2 separate regions of the Zea mays genome follow, and region 1 is linked to region 2. A link is a contact called in public Hi-C data. All regions are on one chromosome and are shown on one strand. Each heading gives the region's core, a stretch centred on a gene start, on an enhancer-like site or on the middle of the called end of the contact. The rest is flanking DNA. Distances are from core to core; before and after follow the strand shown.

Region 1 (6,673 bases), core at 1,860-4,359, 140 kb before region 2:
ACACACTCCAAGACACAACTTAAGACACTCATTGTACATGCCCTGTCCTTAGAGATGGAATACCTGTTTTAATTGGTGGCAGTGTCTTGTCTTGGAGGGACTGAATAAAGGGAGTATGTCAATTCGAGTCGATGACCATAACCTTGGGCGGGCCGATGCTGGGGAACTTGGGATCTAACCTGCAAGGTGACTCAACTTAAGGCTTGTTCGGTTAGCTCTTAATCCATGTGGATTGAGTGAGATTGGGTGGGTTTAAATCCAAAGCAAGTTAAATTTCTTCATAATTTTTTCGAATCCCGTCCAATGCATAGATAAAGGGATTAACCGAACAAGGCCTGATGGAGATATAGAAAGACCTCTGATGGGACTAATGCTCTTGACAATCCCAATTTCAGCAGGACATTTGCTTTCTCGTTTTTTTTTCTTCTCAAAGTGTATGCAAAAACTCAATACTATCAAATCCATTTTGAGTTCAAAGCACGAGCAAGGGAGGCTTTGATCCTTGACAATACTCGTCACTCAGGTATGGAAGGAGAGAAACAACATGTTATATAGTTAAGCAGACTGAATCCACAAACTATAGCGTTATGCACAACATTAAATACAGTATGAGGCAGGCTTTTGATCACAACGGAAGCAAAACAGCTTTCTCGTCTCTTTCATCTTGATTGAACTGAGATTTTTATTTTACTTTTAAGGCTGAGGTCTTGAGCTTCATTGTTGTTTAGTTTTGTTCTATGCTTCAGTTGTGCCTGTACAGTACCCATCTATATTTAACTTTCTTATTTTTAATATCGTGGGCAGCTCTGTCCGTCTCGTTTGAGAAATAGATGATCCACATAAAAATTGAAATTTGGTGCTTAATGTGCTCTTTTTTCTTTCTTTCTTTCTCTTTTGTACCATATTCTTTCTTTGTTTTGTTTTTCTCTGTCTTTTCCTCCTGGGTTTAGTCCTCACGTTTTGCATTAGAATTTCTCTCTAATAATTTAATGTTCAAGTGTGGATATCTACTTTTGCTTTATAGCATCCTCGTAAACACATAATGCTATCTTAGAATAGCGGTGTCGTGGTTTTGGAAACCGAGAGACAATATATTCGTGCTATCTTAAAATAGAAATTTCTTGGAAAAATGGGATTTCCAAATTAGCTCTTAGAATTGAGAAACTGATTGAGATAAAGACATGCCAATATGTGGAGAATGAGAAAAGAGGTTGGGTAGCACTCAGCGAGATGTTTGCTCATACGTTTGGTTCCAGTTGTCCATCAGAAATGAAGGCACAAGCATAAGGGCGGTGTTTTCCTCTATGGATCGGAAACTAAACAGAGTTCCTAGTAGAGAAAGCAAGAGGTAAGGCAGTCCTGCATCGTCAGTTCGCCACTGATAGTGATTTTCAAGGGCGTCAGCCATGTTCTTTTCAGGCCAAAATTCTTCTCCAGCGTTCGTCCCCTTTGTCCACACGTCACGCCGTTGCCGCATGATGGCAGTTGTTTCTTTCAAGCAGAGTGGCATCGATTGCATGTAGGAGTATACTGTATACATGCATGACGGAGTAGGTGTGTTTTTTAGTTCTCTGCGTGCAAGCCTGAAAGAGCGAGGAAACGTTTACCACGCCAGAGACGCCACCAAGAAATTGACTTGTACGACTTGCAAACGGGCATCATAAACAGGTAACGCGCTACGACATATACTCGCATACGTGGTGCATCTACACAACAGTCCCGCACCCGATAATGAAATGAGAGTAATTTTATCGACGCGCATTGAGAGCTTATTTGGATACTCTATTATTCATCCAAATACACATGAGTTAAAGACAATTGAGGCGTAAATTAAACTAATTTATATATAATCTATCTCAAACCATATGTATCGTGGTGAATAATAGACTCTTCAAACATAGCCGGCTGATCTGATTTCACCCGCTTTCATTGTCATGCTTGCCATATCATAGCAAATCCGAAGCGAGCACGAAAAGAATGGCGATCACTGTGGTTGCAGCCCTTACACAGGCTGCTTTACCACTTCACTGACAGACCGCAGGTACTACCTGCTGCAGCGACCACTCTATTACCAGTACGTACCTGGTAGTACGTACATGCGCCGAGCTACTGTGTACGGTTACCAACCAAAATGACGCGTGTTCGCGGCGCCGTGGAAGTGCGCGCCGGCCCGAGTTTCCCCCATACCGAACCGAGCCGACGAGCGGTGACTCAGCATGCACCAGCTGCCCCCCATTCGGCGCCTGCCCGCATGCAGTGCACCGGGCCACCGCCGCTCGGCACTGGCAGGCACCAGCAAGCCCGCAACGTGCGGCACACCGCACACCGGACTGTCAGCCGCGGCCGGCCGCGCCCCCTGCATCTTGCAGCGGCAGTTCTCTCATCTCTGCACGGCGTGGCTCCTATCTGCGTGCGCCTCGCTTTTTCCCAGGTTCACCTCCCCTCGCCCCCATCGTGGCCACGCCAGCGCCCAACCACCGCTCGCCGGCCCGCCTCCCCCCACGCAAGCCCTGTACACGTGTCCACCGGTACCGCGACCGACCACCTTCCCACTGATTGCGACCGCCCCAACCACGTGTCCCTTCTCCATCACTACACCCGTTCCCTCGTGCTCCCGCCCTGAGACTCTCTTTCTCGCTGGCAGGTGGGCGACGCTTCAGCCAGTCCCCACATGTCATCGAATCCTGAACAAAGAGCGGTAGGGAAGAGTACGTACTACTGTGGAGTCCGGATATTTTTCTGGGCAGCCCGAGAGACAGAACCCATGTGGTGGGGACCGCAATAGTAGGCATCAATAAATCAGCTGCCGAGGCGGACTGCCCCACCCACCCCAGGAGCGCCACGTGTGTGCAGCACAGGGATTAGGCGATAAACACACCATCAAACTTCCTCGTGGGCCCGCACCTCGCCCGCCTCGGTGGCCGATGCACACCACGTGTCGATCGCGCTGAGCAAGATACCGGCACGCGTCCGGATCCTGCCGGGACGGACGGCCCCGGTGCGCCGGACCAGGAGCACGTCGCAACAGCTGTACGTGTCGAGGCGCTGCCCGTGACGGCGACGGCCCCCCTGCCCGGCTGCCCCTGCCCGCCTCGCCTCGCCTCTCTTGTACTGCCCCCACGAAGCATTCGTGCTCGTTTCGCCTCGCGCCCGCGCTGCTGTCCTGCTGCTGCTATTTTGCCATTGCATCCATTTCCGGGGGACGGAGTGGAGGAGGAGGGCGTCGCCTGCGTTGCTTCGCGTGGGAAGCGTAGCGTGCTTCGTTTAGGCCTCTCGCCAATATCCGAGGGTTAATCTAGAGAGGCCTTTGGCTTTGCCAGACGCGCCTGTACGCGCCTTTCTGGGAGGCAGCCGCTTGCTCTCGCCTCCAATGGCCGAGATCTGCTGCGAAGAAGCCAAGTCCACGCCGGCGACCGCCGTGGCTGCGGCTTCAGTCTCCGCCACGGCCGCTGCGGCCGCCGCCGTGGCAGTGGCCTCCTCGGCGTTAGAGAGGAGGCGACGCAGGTTGGAGATGAGGAGGTTCCGCGTCGCGGGCGATCCCGAGGCGCCGGTCGCGGAGGACGTCCGCGCCGCCAAGCGGCAGAGGCTGGCGCGCACGCTGTCCAGCACCTGCCCCGACGCGGGCTCAGGCTCGGGCTCGGACTCCGACAGGCCTGCCCTACCGGAGCGGTTGCCCAGGTACGGGGTCACCTCCGTCTGCGGCCGACGCCGCGAGATGGAGGACACGGTCTCCGTTAGGCCGGACTTTGTGCCCGGCACCAGCAAACAGCACTTCTTCGGCGTCTTCGACGGCCACGGCTGCTCCCACGTACGCCATACTCGTACACGACGCGCGCGCATCTAGGAGTTTAAATCCCTTTTGCGGAGTTCTGTATGCTGATCGCAGTTTCGCGCTTTTGCTGTAGGTAGCAACCATGTGCCAGAACATGATGCACGAGGTGGTCGCGGACGAGCACAGGAAGGCAGATTGTTCTGGCGAAGAGACGGCGTGGAAGGCCGTGATGGAGAGGAGCTTCGCGCGACTGGACGAGCAGGCCGCCAGCTGGGCGACCAGCCGCAGCCGCGACGAGCCCTCCTGCAGGTGCGAGCAGCAGAAGCCCTTGCGTTGCGATCACGTGGGGTCCACCGCCGTGGTCGCCGTCGTCAGCCCCACCCACGTTGTCGTCGCCAACGCCGGCGACTCCCGCGCCGTCCTATCCCGCGCCGGCGTCCCCGTTCCGCTGTCCGTCGACCACAAGGTCTGTATACTCGTGCATCACGGGGCTGAGGGCGCTGCGCCTCCTCCCCTGTCCCCTCCCCGCGTCTTCGTCGCCTGTCCGTGAGCCTGACGTGCTCAACTTCCTGATTCGTTCAGCCTGACCGGCCTGACGAGCTGGCGCGCATCAAGGCGGCGGGCGGCCGCGTCATTTACTGGGACGGTGCTCGTGTTCTCGGCGTCCTCGCCATGTCTCGAGCCATAGGTGAGCTGGGCTCATTCGGGGTCGTTTTGGGTCCACTCGTTGGACTTGAACTGACGGGTTTATGCGCGCGCGTGCAGGCGACGGATACCTGAAGCCGTTCGTGTCGTCGGAGCCGGAGGTAACGGTGACGGAGCGCACCGACGACGACGAGTGCCTGATCCTGGCCAGCGACGGCCTGTGGGACGTCGTGACCAACGAGATGGCGTGCGAGGTCGTCCGCGCGTGCTTCCACAGCAACGGTCCGCCGGCGCCGGCCGCTCGGGCGAACGGCGCGGCCCTCCGGGCAGCCGAGAACGGATCCGCGGCCGCCAAGGGCGTGAGCGTGGAGGATTCCGACAAGGCGTGCTCCGACGCGGCCATGCTGCTGGCGAAGCTGGCGCTGGCCCGGCGGAGCGCCGATAATGTTAGCGTGGTCGTCGTGGATCTCCGCCGGGGGATATGATTTGCCTTCCTTCCTTTTTAGCCCTCTTGGAATCCAAGCTAATTTCTCCCCCGTTTTCTTCCATACTTTTAGGTTCTGTTTTGGTTTAGTATTAATACTGTAGTAGTTACCAACCAGACGCTTTTCTTCTCTCAAACGAGGAATTAAAAGCCAGTCGGACCAAGGAAATAGAACATCGAATTGCACACAGATGCACAAGGTAGTGGTAATCGTTAATCATAGCTTTTTTTGGCCGTCGATTAACGCGCTAAAAAGTGCTGATTCCATTCTTTGACTGAAGTAGATTAACGGGGCGATTGGTGTAGAAATTGGCGCTAAGACCACGTTTAGCGGGAGCAGATTGCGATTGGTTGGCCCAGGCAGGCGGTAGGATTCGGAGACGGATTAACAAAGGCACGGCAAGATGCTGATCTATCTGTGGGGTGTGGGCCCGTCGTCTATCGAGTGAAGGGAAATGCTCCGAAGTTCTCGTTTACGGAAATGAGAAACGGGCATCTTTCCACAGGGGCGGCCTGGGCCTGAATGATGCGACGACCCACGATCAATGGTTACCTTTCGCCCGCGGCGTCGTGCGTGGGCGGCGAGGCGACAGAGCATTTGCCTTTGTCCGACTGTCCGTTGGGCGATCGACCGGTCGGGTCAGGCGCTGTTGAAGCCATTATCGAGGCCTGCGCCGCGCCTTTTGGTACTCCTCTGGAGTCTGGAGTGCTACGGCGGGGCGCGCCGCTCGCACATGGCGCGGCTGGTTGACAGGAGCTGGGTGTTCCGGGGTGTCGGAGACCCCGTAGCGTAGCACGGTGCCATGGTCGGCGAGTGACTGTGTTCAATTATTGGTTGATGCCCGTATCCGTTACGCGTCCTCCCGCACCGTGCCGGCGGGCCGCATGCCAAGCTCCCACGAATATCGGCGGTTGCCGTTGGCGCAGGGGCAAGGCGAGCCGCCGGGGAGGGAGTTATGGAGACGCAAACGCAACAGCCCCTCTCTCCGGTAGTTCGGTCGTCCCACGAAGTGCCGGGCACGTCTGGGCTGGGCCGGCGAGCCGGCTGTAGAATTGACACAACAGCGAGCGCGTCCCCGTCGGAGATCTAGCAAGGGAAGATATCCCATGATATGTGCGGCTATGGGCTATCGGTCTACTCCATCTCGAAGGAACTGTGACGGGAAAGAGAGGAGAGCCATCGACTATCGTGCTATCGAAAAGCGGCGGACCTTGAACGCTCCTGGCGTTGCTGCATGCTCTTTTGCAGCATGCCATCCGAGCGTCCGCTCCCGTCCACATCCAATCCTTTAGGACGCGTTTAAAAAACAAAGTAAATTTTATAGTTTTTAGGCAATATTCTGGTTTATAAAAATACTGTAGTATTTTTGTACCATAAAATGTTTTACTGTATTCTTTTAAAAAAACATTTTCAAACCCAGCATTTCCAGGGTAATTTCGTTCCATATTTTAGTCTTCACTTTTGTAATTAGTTTTATAACTAGACTATATTTAATACTCATTATTGAAATTCAAATATCCGACAACGTAGGAGGCGAACCTTGAGCCGATGCATCCGAGTTGGTAGGGCGACGTGGTCCAATGGTGAGGAGTTCAACTGCGGAGAATAGGTTTGGTCATTTGGCAGCGCGTTGAAGCAGCCTCCTCGATGTGTGGGGGACAGGGGGAGTGACGATCCGACGACGAAGAAGCTTGTGTCACGCCTACCTTGATATGCAGGAAAAGAGAGAAAAAAGAGCACGCCAGGTCGAGCTATCTCGCTGCGCCGGAAA
Region 2 (6,806 bases), core at 3,815-6,314:
GTGTTAAGTAGACATAATACTGTAATAATCCTGGCAGTGCTTCTCTTTTTTTAAGCGAATCATATCTTCAAAAGGGTTATCACTTGTTTTTTTTTACTAGAGGAAATATACTTCTGGAATCTAGTCTGAGGATCTGAGTTGCTACTTGCTACTAAAAGGGCTTTCTCGGCTCAAACCATGATACTATTTTCAAACCACCTGGAACTGCAATCTTTTAGTTATCAGATTGTAGCGGGGTTTAGTTTCATTTTAAGTTTTAGTTTTTCCAATAGATATGCCATTTTATTCAAAATTTGCCCTTATTTAACTCTCAAGTTCTGCTTGCAGATTCAGGAGCACTTCTTACATTTGGATGGGGGCTGTATGGACAGGTTAGCCTTTTCTATCTAGCTAGTTTGGTCAAACGAAATTTTGATCCTTTGAACCAAGCACACATATTGAAATAGCTAATTATACATATATGTGCTCAGTGAGCAGCATTCTATATCTTAGTGTTGTGTCAATGATTCAACTAGTTCATTGAGTACAGGAATTAGTTATGACAAGAACTGACACCTTCATTTGTGTATGGAGAATATAGTAATCTTGATATTGTTTCGAATTGTCACATAGTTCACTCCAAACCCATGTGATAAATAATACTCCCTCCTTCCCAAAAATAGTATTCGTTTTAGGGTGTTAATAGATTCATACAATATTTGATGTATATGTTTTATATATGTCTAGGTTCATTTTCATCAATTTGAATATGGACAAAAAAGGCCCTAAAACGGCTAGTATACTGGGACGGAGGGTGTAATTCCTTTATATCGTTATTTGTAGTCTGTATATATATGTTGAAATTTGTATTATTAGTAGTCGGCAATGATTTCAAGTCGCCTAGTCGCCTGGTCGAACCCTAGGACCGACCAGGCGACTAGTCGCGATTAGGCGACGACTAGGGCGACTAGTTGACCCCTAGTCGGTCCTAGTCGGTCCCTGGTCGTCCTAGACTAGTGCACGACCAGCAACAAACTCTGTATAGGGCAGCTGGCCAGCAACACAGCATTGGTTGAACTGGGGGAGCAGGAGGGACAACAGCAAGTCAGCAACCATCCACTACATGCAGTACAAAGAAGGGAGAGAAGTGGAGGGAGCAGGAGGGACCTTCAGATGATGTGCTCATCTCGCCACTGGTTTGCAGCCACAGTCGGTTGGAGACTGCAGTAGTGCAGCAGGCTGCAGGACTCCAGGAGAAGGGGCAGGGACGCAGGGTGCTGTACCGCCGCCCGCCGGTGTCCAGGACTGCAAGGGCGGTGCAAGAGAGGAGAGGCAGGGGCGGTGCAAGAGAGGAGAGGAGAGGACAGAGGAGACGTGCAAAGAGCCAGTGTTGGCGGCTAGGGTAGAATAGGGGAGGAGAGGAGACTTCCAATCACTGTAGATGGGCTAAAAAAAGGCCCAATAACTGAACCCTAGCCAGGACGACCAGGTCACACAAGTCGGACGACTAGTCGCCCTAGTCGACGATTAGTCGGACGACCAGGACGACTAGGTTGTCTAGTCGAGTCGTCCACCAAATCGTGCACTAAATACCGACCAGCCCGACTAATCGCGATTAATCGCGATTAGTCGGACGACTTGAAATCATTGGTAGTCGGTATGTATATGTTGAAATTTGTATTATTAAAAACGATGGATACCATATTTTCACAGTTTTCTTTTTTTAATGGCACGTTTTGCTGGGTGCATCAATTTAATTTGCTTTATATGTTACATGGGATTCTTCCGTACCAATGTGCTTTATTTTTCACAACCGTGCTCTTTCTTCTTTAGTGTGGACAAGGGAATACAGATGATGTTTTAAGTCCAACGTGTGTATCGTCTATCCTGGGAATCAAGATGCAAGATGTTGCCGCAGGTTTGTGGCACACTGTATGTACATCTGTAGATGGTGATGTGTATTCGTTTGGAGGAAACCAGTTTGGACAGCTTGGCACTGGTTCTGATCAGGCTGAGGTATAAAGTTTTCGATGTTAATAGATGCCACTATAGTCAACATACTTTTTTGGTCCATAGAGATGCCGTTAGTTTTGGATGATATCCACCTATCTGATGACATTTGGCATCTTTGTATTTCAATGCAGACTCTTCCAAAATTGGTAGATGCTACAAGCCTGGAGAATAAGAACGCCAGATCCGTTTCTTGTGGAGCTCGCCATAGTGCTATTATAACAGGTAACTTTTAGTTCGAATGTTTGTTTATGGGGATCTCAATTGTGTCATCTTGTATGCACATTTGCTTTTCTTACATAACTACACTACTTATGTAGGTTTATATGAGTACTGATCTTCATTTACTTGTATCTTGCTATTAGCTTTATTATATACGACGATTGCCTTGCTGCAAATGGACCTAACGTTACCTCATCCTTGGATGCTCTCATTTGTATCGAGAACAAAACGTTCTGTGTTAATCAGTGACTGAACTGATTTATCATTGAGCAACTCACGAGTAGATTTTTCTTCTTTTGATTATTTCATTAAGTTATTCTTGCCAAGTTGAACCGGTAGAAGCATCACAAGGATACATACTGATCCCTCAGGTTTACTGGAAGTAGACCAGGGGCAGAACTAAGGCCTTATTCATTTATTCCTATCCCATATGGATTGTATAGGATTAGAAAAAAATATGAAAGATTTAGACTTGTTTGGGAATTAAACCCACTCAATCCACATGGATTGAGAGCAAAACTAACAAGCCCTAAGGTGGTGGAAAAAAATGTGTCCATAGAAATGGAAAGGGGTTAACTATCTATATTACCAATAAGTTTTTCCATCTGACAAGGGTTACACAACTATTGCAGATGAAGGTGAGGTATTCTGCTGGGGATGGAACAAGTATGGCCAGGTGGGTGCCCCTTAACATACCTTTTGCATAAACATATTGGATTGTAAAATTAGCTGTGGTCTATCGAATCTGTGGTCGTTTATGCAGCTTGGCCTTGGCGACTCAATGGACAGGAACGTGCCTTGCAGTGTACGTGTGGACGCTTACCACCCGCTAAACGTATCATGTGGCTGGTGGCACACCTTGGTGCTCGCGGAGTCGCCTGCTTGAAACCTGACAAAGAAATTACCTTAGATTGACAATTTTGTTAGGAACTTGTAGGCTCGTGCAGGTACGGTGATGCTGCATTTCATCGTGTACATACATGGCAGTGCATACAGATATGTGTATTCATTCTTTGCGGTGCGCTCTTCGACCTGTGCGACGTAGACGAAAGCTTGTATCGCACTGCGTATACAGTTGAATAGGCTTGCCTCGACAAATTGTGCTCGAAACTGGGATCTACAACTCTTGACAGGTTACGCTGCTGCTCCATTGCTAGTAGTGGAAAATTTTCCACAAGCAACAATGCAAGACAGGGTAACCGGTTTACGTGATTGCTAACTCCGGACGGACGTGATCCTCGTTACAGAAGATGGATTTGACATCGATATCATTAGGGCTCGTTTGGGAGCCTCATAACCGGTAAACCCATGTCGTCCAGTACCCGTGTGGGAAAATACCTGTGTGAGCTATGTGGCGTTTGGAAGCCCACGGGAGGGGAAAGTATCACCTGTGCTGGGACCGGTTTTCACGGGTGGAGAAAACACGCCTCCGAAGGCCGGACACGCAACACTCGCCGAGGCTCCAGCTCCACTTCCCGTCTCGTCTCCTTCTTTCGATTCAGCCGCCACAGCCCTCAGCCACCGCCGTCGCCACCTGCCTCGCCCACCGCCTCTGAGGAAGAAGACGTGGATTCGAGGGTTGACCGCTGAGAAAGAAGACGCTACTCCCTGTCTCGCCTCCTCTTCTAGATCCAGCCGCCGCCGTCTCACCCACGGATCTGAGGAAGAAGACGCAGATATGGTGAGCTTCCACCCTTTTTGGCTTCTGTCCATCGCTGGCGCGCGGACCTCCCTCCTCTGTTGGTCCTTCTTAGGTTTTTATGCCTCTAATTGTCTCTTTCCTAACATGCAGAATTGCATTGGTGCCATAGACGGTACTCATATTCCATCACTATTTCAGAAGACAAGGCCGCTCCATACAGAAATAGGAAAGGGTCTTTATCCCATAATGTTATGGTAGCTTGCGATTTTGATCTAAACTTTACCTTCATTTCGTGTGGATGGGAAGGATCCGCATCAGATGCTGGGGTTCTTCGTTCAGCACTTGGCAGAGGATTCCATGTGCCAGAAGGAAAGTTTTATCTTGTCGATGGTGGATATGCAAATACAACATCATTCATTGCCCCTTATCGAGGAGTTCGGTACCACTTAAGCGAGTTTAGGAGTCGACGTTCCTATGCCAACTACAAAGAGCTCTTTAACCATCGCCATGCAATCCTTCGAAACCATATAGAGAGGGCTATAGGTGTCTTGAAGAAGAGGTTTCCTATTCTAAAAGTTGGAACCTTCAATCCTATTCAGTCTCAGGTTAAGATTCCAGCGGCAGCAGCTGTCTTTCATAATGTAATTAAACAACATAATGGCCAAGAAGAGTGGCTAGATCACCTCCCAAGCAACATTGAACCGTCTCAATATGTCGATGTCCCGGAGGGAGAAGTCAACTACCCTACCGGCTCAGAGTCTGTTGATGGAAACAATTTAAGGGATGACATTGCGATGCAGATGTGGGTTGTACATAATGTTTAGTTGATGTGATAGCACTTGTATCGTTATTTATGTACTTGATGCACCTAATATTTGTATCTTATTTATGTACTTCTTGCACACAATTTAATTTTTATGTGTAATTTAAAATAGTAATGGCAGAGGAAGCATCTAGGGCGAATTAGAACTTCTTATATGAGAAGGGTTTAATTGAAGTATTAACTGAGCACAAGGTTGATGCCCGATTTAAGGGACAAAATGGTTGGAACTCAGATGGTTGGAGAAGCATCACTTGTAAGTTCAATGAGAAATTCCCCTCAGCACATTTTACAAAGCAACAACTTCAAGACAAGGAGAAAGATTTGAAAGCAAGCTACAAGGCCATAAGCAACGCAAAGAATGAGAGTGGTGTAGGATGGAATGAGACTATGGGGATGATATCAGCTGAACCAAATTTGTGGGAGAAGTGTGCACGTGTAAGTTATTCTCTCTCTTTTGACAATGTAGTATCATTCCAAAACATGCCTTCGTACTAAATATATGTTGTATTCAACAGAAATTCCCCAAATTAAAGAAGCATCGCAAGAATGGTTTCCTCTGTTTAGGAGCTGTGAGGCCTTGTATGAAGGTAAAGTCATATCTTTCTGACTTCTACTAAACTGATATGAGTTTTTAAGGAGAAATACTTTGACTTTTTTTACAGGGAGCATTGCTAGAGGTGACATGAGTTTCACTTCTACTGAACCGATGCTACATGTAGCATCTGTTAATGAACCAGTGCAACATGTACCAAGAGCGGGCAGCGAGATCAATGTTGCTCGACCAAGTGTGGGCAGTGAGACTAATGTTGCTGGACCAAGTGTGGGTAGTGAGGCTTGTGAAGTTCAGTCACCACCTTCCGGTACGTCAGTACATGGAAGCGGGAAAAAGAGGAAGAAAAGTCAAGTTGCAAGTGTTTTGGATGACTATTTGGAGCACAAGAAGAACCAAACAGATAAGACTATGGAGGCGTTCCTTGAGAAGAAGAGTCGTGGAGAGGAGTCTATGGATAGGTGTGTCCACATATTTGAAGCTATGGAGGAGTTGACAGATGAGGAGAAGGCCATTGCAGCAGAGGTGTTCGAGAATGAATTGAATCGAGAGATGTTTCTGAAGCTAATAATTCACAACGTGCGGCTGATTTGGCTTCGGAGGAAGATAAGGTATATATATATATATATATATATATATATATATATGCCCTTCCATCCTCTCTAAAAACAATTGTAAAGTCTGGAAAAAAACTTGTGTATTTACTTGCTTTCTAATTTCAGTAGGATTACATCTACCTGAGAGATGGACAAGGTGTGACTGATGGCTTCGGTGCAAACATAGGTATGCCTCACCTTTCTAAACCCATGGCCTTATGAGCAGATACATAGTTAAATGAGTATGGAATATTGCAAACCAATTAAACCAACTACAACAAACTTTATTCCCTACTGTAGCAACTTCCCCAATCTCTTATCCAACTGTTCCACTGCCTTCTGCTTTGCCTCCATCTAGCTGCTTGCACTTGTGTTAATATTTGATCATTCAATTATCTTGTTATTGCAATGTGAACAATGTTTTATGCTATTACTGAAAGTAGCCTAGAGGGGGGGGGGGGGTGAATAGGCTACACCTGAATTTTTTCACTAAAAACTTCGAGAAAGGTTAAATTAAAGTTGCACTGGTGCAATCCGCTTCAGTTGATTTTGTTCACAACTGAACAAGTTTGAACCTGCTCAACTTAGATAAACAAATATTACGAAGTAGTGAAAGATTTTGCTAATGACTTGCCCTACGCAAGATCTACTCGAATAGATAATATGAACCAACCAACAAATTTAAAGTGCTTAACAAGAACACACAAGAACACGCGATATAACCCGAGGTTCGGCAACCACCACAAAGGTGTCCTACTCCTCGTTGAGGAGCCCACAAAGGGCCGGGTCTTTTCCAACCCTAATCCTCCACAAACCGACCACAAAGGTCAAGGCAATCTCTTCTCAAATATGCTCAAAGAGCGGGTGATACAAACTTCTTGGGGTCGTCCACAAATTTGGAGACTCCCAAGCAACCTCTAACCGTCAAGGAACGCAAGGTTCCAAGAGTAACAAATCCGCACAAGGTTAAGTTTGCAACGAGCT

The links. A called contact is a pair of places that touch in the nucleus more often than the background predicts.
Region 1: a contact with region 2 is called in a Hi-C map of ear, with 1.5 times the contacts expected there. The contact joins the promoter of LOC103636504 here to the promoter of LOC103637535 in region 2. A contact is called at or near these places in 3 of 25 Hi-C or Micro-C datasets (ear, endosperm and leaf).

The regions. Positions count from the first base shown.
Region 1 is chr8:174,998,878-175,005,550 of Zm-B73-REFERENCE-NAM-5.0, reverse strand. LOC103636504 reads left to right here and starts at 3,109. Exons shown (of 4, transcript NM_001365402.1): 1 at 3,109-3,808; 2 at 3,906-4,238; 3 at 4,355-4,460; 4 at 4,538-5,038. The coding sequence starts at 3,371. The coding sequence ends at 4,902.
Region 2 is chr8:174,861,757-174,868,562 of Zm-B73-REFERENCE-NAM-5.0, reverse strand. LOC103637535 reads left to right here and starts at 5,064. Exons shown (of 5, transcript XM_020543238.1): 1 at 5,064-5,111; 2 at 5,192-5,255; 3 at 5,339-5,837. The coding sequence starts at 5,064. LOC103636503 (ultraviolet-B receptor UVR8) reads left to right here. Exons shown (of 11, transcript XM_008658845.3): 7 at 328-371; 8 at 1,813-1,995; 9 at 2,124-2,214; 10 at 2,844-2,887; 11 at 2,975-3,321. The coding sequence ends at 3,097.